Linked DNA regions of Sus scrofa: region 2 is linked to region 1. Evidence: chromatin contacts called from public promoter capture Hi-C data. All regions are on one chromosome and are shown on one strand. Each heading gives the region's core, a stretch centred on a gene start, on an enhancer-like site or on the middle of the called end of the contact. The rest is flanking DNA. Distances are from core to core; before and after follow the strand shown. Region 1 holds the start of SEC61G (protein transport protein Sec61 subunit gamma). Region 2 overlaps EGFR (epidermal growth factor receptor).

Region 1 (2,774 bases), core at 97-2,596:
CAGAAAAACACTGGAGCCTGTGGACACTTACTTCACAGGATATTTGACTACAGGATGTGTTGGGATTGAAGCAGAGTAGAAATTTTTCAAAGCAGGGGTCTGTGACACACATCTTCTCTTAGCCTAACAAAGGAGCATGACCAGGGCACCACAGGAATAAAGGCAGTTCAGGACCAGCTGAGTGCTGAGTTCACATGTGTGAAAGCGTCAGTTCCTAAAGTAAAGTTTCTAATATCTACACGTCCAGATAGTCTGATTGAGTGGGTTGGGTCAGGAATCTATATTTTACAGAGTGTCCACACACTGTCCTGAGGGTGGTCCATACTGATGGCAAAATTCATAGGGAACTCTGCCTCAGTTTTAAGAATGTTAAGACTTTTCTGGACAGACTGGCGTGTCTGAGTTACTCCTCATTCCTAGGCCTTTAGCCCAGGTGACATCTGCGGAGAGGCCTGCAGTGACCTTGATTCCGCCCTCTCCACAACCCCCTCTTTAGTTGCCATGTAGCTTCCTTCATAATCATTTTGTTCTCTTGTTCCCCTCCCTACCCTGCGCGTTCCCTTACAAGACCATGATAGGAGGGTATGACAAGTCTGGCTTATCCAGAACACCTAGTAGAGCGTTATACACAGTAGATGCTCGATAAATAATGGTCAAAAGAGCTTTTCATTTTAAAAACACAGGATCACAGGCTGACAAGTTCACCAGTGACCACCTTGTGTCCGTGTCTGCAAATCCACACATAACACACACATGTTGTTCTAAGTCCCCAGTGCAAATCCAGAGAACCCCAAATGACGGCCTCAGCCCAGCGGAAGTCCCAGGACGGCACGGAGGAAGGCCAGGTTTGGGGTGGGAGACCGTCTCCCGTTAGGTCTGTCATAGAAAACACCACGTTGCTTATAGTTTCACTTCGACTAATAAAATTAAATACGCGTTGCTGTGGCTCTGGCGTAGGCCGGCGGCTACAGCTCCGATTCGACCCCTAGCCTGGGACCCTCCATAGGCCGCGGGAGCGGCCCAAGAAATGGCAAAAAAAAAAAAAGACAAAAAAAAAAAATTTAAGTAAAATTAAATACAAAAAGTCACCGCCCGCGACGAAGCCCATAGGAGCCAATGGCCCGACCGCTGGGCCTTCCAGCAAAGGTGACCCGATCGAGAAGCAACCAGCCGTGAGCAGGCCAGGCCACGCGTGCCCCGGCCCCCGACCTGCCCACACTGCGGAGGGCCCGCGAGCACGCCCCGCCCACAGTGGGAGGGCCTGCGAGCACGCCCCGCCCCACGACCCGCGGTCAAGGGAGGGCCTGCGAGCGTGCCCCACCCGTGCCCCGCCCACACCGCCCCCGGGGCCTCAGCCGCACTCCGTGCGCAGGTCCGAGAGCAGGGCCTAGGCGTCCGACTGCGCCTGCGCGCCCACGTCGCTCCAATGGGCCAATGAAACGGAGGGGTGGGCGGGTGGTAGCCGGGCCGGCTTCCGGTTCCGGTGGGCGTCTGCGTACTCTTGTGTTACTTGTCTCTGGAGCCGGAGCCGGCGGTGGGTCGGTGGGGTTGGGTCTGGCGCCCACCCGGCGGAGGGCCTAGGAGCACGCCCCGCCCACGCTGCACCCGGAGCGTTGGCCACACTGTGCGTGCCCGTCAGCGAGAGAGGCCGAGGCGTCCTACTGCGGCTGCGCGCTGACGTCGCTCCAATGGGCCAATGAACGGAGAGGTGAGCGGGCGGTAGCCGAGCCCGGCTTCCGGTTCCGGTGGGCGTCTGTGTGCGGACTCTTGTGCTACGTGTCTCTAGAGTCGGAGGCGGCGGCGAGAAGGTGAGTTCCCGTGCGGCGGGCGCTGGGGCCACCTGTGGGGGCTAGCGGAGACGGCGGGCGTGGGCCAGCCCTCCGGCCGCCTTCCTGCAGGGCGTCGGGGACGAGGCCCCCAGGCTGAGCTCTGGCCCCGGGCGGGGCGTTGCATCCCCGCCTCGGCCACCCGTGCGGGGTCGCTTTCGGCGGAGGGTCCCGCGGGGCTTGCGTCTGGGGCGGTGGGGCGGAGTGACCGGGAGAGCGCAGTCCCGGCCTGTGGGATGGGAGGGTGGGGCTGGGCCGGGGGATCCTACTGGGTTTCAGGCCGCTTCCCTGATGCTCGGTGCAGAGGGCTGGGTGTTGTGCGTTGTGTTTGGAGAAAGGGCCCTTCGGTTTCATCGCCGAGGACAGGTGTGTAGGAGGGACCCAGCGTAGCTGGCCCAGGATGTTCGTAGAGTTCCTAGCGTGCTTTAGTGTTTCATATGCATTATTCCACAGTGGGTGAGAGAACTGGGCCTGGAGAGGCTGAAAAAAGGGAAGAAAGGGATTTGAACCACCACCTTCTCTTACGGGTGGCATTCATTCATTCATTCATTCATTCTGCAGAAATTTATAGAGTATTTGTGTGCCTGGCCTCTGCCGCAAGCACTAGAAATAAAGTACCAACAGTGAGCTGGCTTCCTTAGCTCTATACCGGGTGGCCCTGCTCTTCTGCAATAGGGTTCTCAAAAGAAACTATGTGGTAAAACATGTAGCCCTTTTTCCTTAAAAGGTGTGTCCACATGTAAAGATTTAGAGTTTAGCTGATAGCTTCTCAGAACCTGGATATCTGTTCAGCCAGTCTTTGGAATTTGAAAATTTTGTACCTAGTAGTCCATGGACTCTTCAAGTGTTGTTTGGCCGAGGTTTGGAACAATCTGAACCACATTTGTCTCCACTCTAGACTTGCAGCACCACAGTTGACATTCACCTCACTGGACACTGGTGTCTGTG
Region 2 (2,774 bases), core at 70-2,569, 270 kb before region 1:
TGACCACAGAGCAGGACGCACTAACGAAAGGACGGAATGCAGGGTTTGGTTTACAGTCTCGCTACGTGAAAATATGACAAGAGTGACTTTTGTGTGTCTGGCTGTTCCTTTCTAGAGCCACCAGGCGTCCTCGCCTCCTCCCCTGCGGGGGTTCTGAGTCTCTAGGCCCCCAGCAGGGGCCTCTGTCTCCACATACAGGCATACTTGGGAAGTGAGTAAGGCTACTTCCCTTCCAAAAGTCACTGGCCAAACCGCGGCTGGATGGAAGCTCTGCCCCCACTGTGACCCGGGTGCCTCCCACCTGCTCCCCTGGAGCTCCGCCGCTTACTCAGGTGAGAGCCCCAGCCCCACAGGGGCTGAGGGGTGAGGGTAGTCCTTGATCTTCTGGTGTTCAGGTCCGAGGCCTCCTGCTGAGACCTGCCCATCACCTGCCCAGGAAGAGCCAGTTCCTCTCACCACACGCGGGCCCGCTGGACCAGGCTGGGCCTGCAGTGCAGGAAGCACGGGGACGGAGTGGAGCACAGAGGGACACAAATGATCAGCACAGAGTCCAGCGCAGAGGACGGCAGGGGGAGGAAGTGGGGCTGAGAATGCCCCAGTGGGGCTGCTGCCGGAGACCCCCCTGCCTGAGACGGGGCTCAGGACTCAGCAGGTCAAAGCAGCTTGGCCGACCCTTTCCAGCCGGGAGCTGGTGTGCGAAAGGGGCAGGGAGGTGTGTGGTGGGAGCGTGGCCTCGTGGGTCCAACGTCCCAGACCCCTGGGCAGCTGCAGTCGGCAGCCTGCTGGACAGCAGGACGCGGCACAGGGTGCAGCCCGCAGCTTCCCGCCAGGCCTCCAGGTCTTCGACACCCGAGGCGCTGGGTGGGAAAGTGGCCAGTGCCGAGCCAGCGCCCCCACCAGCCCTGTGCTCCCCGGGTGGTGCAGGTCCTGTGACTCACTGTCTGAGGACAAAGGCTGCAGACCAGCTGGTGCAGGGCCGCCCTGTGGAGCCAGCAGCCTTAGGTGTCACCAGGCTGGAGCAGGGGTTTACCCCACTCCTGCTCCATGACCTGCCCTGAGGCCACCAGGCTGTCTGCTCTGTTCATTCCCTTCTTCAGTTAAACAGTATTTAACAAGATGGTACAACAACAGTTGCCAAGAATGAATTAAGATGTGCTCAGGGCCCTGAAAAAACACATCAGCCCGCTGGGGAGATGGCTCCACACAGGAACGAATCATAGGACGTCCCCAGCCACGCAGCACAGGGCCGCTGAAGGGACACAGCTGGGCAAGAGGTGAAGTCGCCATACCTCCACGCCACCAAGCAGGTGAGGACAGGCCACCCGGGCCGCCAGCAGAGGGAGCTGCCCACAGCGCCGGTCTTGGGCCGCTGGTGTCACCACACCCTGTGCCGCAATGTGCTCCCCCAAGAAACCAAGGCTTCCTCCATTTCTACTTTCTCAGGCATTGCCCCCCCCACCCCCACCCCCACCCCCGCCCGGCCACCTGGGGATCCTTCCTGGATTCTTTACAGGGTCTCTGAGAACCATTACCCTCTTCTCTTATTGAAAAGAATTCTGAAAAAGATCTGTAATTTGCGAGGAAATCAACGATTTCCAATCCAGAATGGGGGGGAAGGACCTTTTCTGCAAACAGAAAAGTGGCTTCTGTGTGCCCATCAGTGCTCCCTCCCAAAATGGTTTGAATGTCCCTTTAAATTTGTTCTTCTCCTGTTACCCATGTTTTAAAAAAATCAGCCTCTAATGCACAAGTGTGTTTCAAGGCCATCTCTCTAAATATACACACACTGAAGCTGGTTTACTCATGAGCGTTAGAAAAAAACTCAAACCCACAAACAGCCACTCCCCCGACTCTCCCAAAAAACCCAAGGCAAATGACAACAGAAATCGAAACAAGGGAGCAATCACTGCAGGAGAGGGCCAAGGCCAGGGTCTTCTTCTGAAAACAAACGGGTGCTCCCAGTACCTGTCCTTCCACCCGCCCCCACACACCCTCCGCCTTAAGGCCAGGCTGGTTCCGACCACCGGTGCTGTGTGAAAACTTCGGTCTGGCTAAGAACTTCGGTCCCTAGAGTTCTCGTTGTGGCTCAGTGGAAACAAACTCGACTAGTATCCATGAGGGTGTGGGTTCGATCCCTGGCCTCGCTGAATGGGTTAAGGATCCAGCGTTGCTGTGAGCTGTGGTGTAGGTCGCAGATGTGGTTCCGATCCGGTGTGGCTCTGGTGTAGGCCGGTGGCTACAGCTCCAATTCGACCCCTACCCTGGGAACCTTCATATGTTGCACATGAGGCCCTGAAAAGCAAAAAAGAAAGAAGGAAGGAACAAACAAACAAATGAACGAACTGTGGTCCCACCACACCTTCACCTGTCAGACAGGGCCTTGGGAGAGGCAGTGACAGGGGAGAATTGCCACCCGAAGCACCTGACACCAGCAGACTCTTGGTGAATTTCACCAGGACTTGGTCTGGGGGAAATCTGGGGAATTCTGGCCTGGGTCCAGCAATGCATCGTGTCCTTCCTCCCCAGCACCCCCAGAGGCGGAGCCCCGCTGCTGCTCACGTGGTCGTGGGCGGCCTGGCAGCGGCTAGACCAGAAGGCATCTGGGCCCATCTGAGCAGGGGGTGGCGGGGGGGGGGGGGCTGAGCCAGGCTTTTAGAGCTGAGTTGGGGTGCCGTCCGTGCCCCCTTCAGGAGTCCCCCGAGAGAGATCCCGGCTCTCGGCTCCAACACTCTCCTCGGCGGTTATTTTTCATTTAGCAAAAAGCCTCGCCTGAC

Evidence for each region. Promoter capture Hi-C pulls out the DNA fragments that hold promoters and counts their contacts.
Region 2: a contact with region 1 is called in a promoter capture Hi-C map of liver, with 6 times the contacts expected there. The contact joins the enhancer-like site here to the promoter of SEC61G in region 1. A contact is called at or near these places in 1 of 5 promoter capture datasets (liver), 14 of 47 Hi-C or Micro-C datasets (adipocytes, embryonic fibroblasts, epiblast stem cells and 7 more) and 2 of 2 datasets of contacts at active chromatin or transcription factors (alveolar macrophages and skeletal muscle).

Annotation. Positions count from the first base shown.
Region 1 is chr9:139,134,403-139,137,176 of Sscrofa11.1, reverse strand. SEC61G (protein transport protein Sec61 subunit gamma) reads left to right here and starts at 1,346. Exons shown (of 4, transcript XM_021063933.1): 1 at 1,346-1,808.
Region 2 is chr9:139,406,541-139,409,314 of Sscrofa11.1, reverse strand. The region is part of intron 1 of EGFR (epidermal growth factor receptor); the gene reads right to left. Among named protein-coding and RNA genes, the nearest start is that of EGFR, 110 kb to the right of the region's middle. Within about 2 kb of position 1,319, at least 20 of the 83 cell types and tissues checked have an H3K27ac peak or open chromatin away from gene starts, as enhancers often do. A contact at or near this core is called in liver and retroperitoneal adipose tissue, where this site is marked.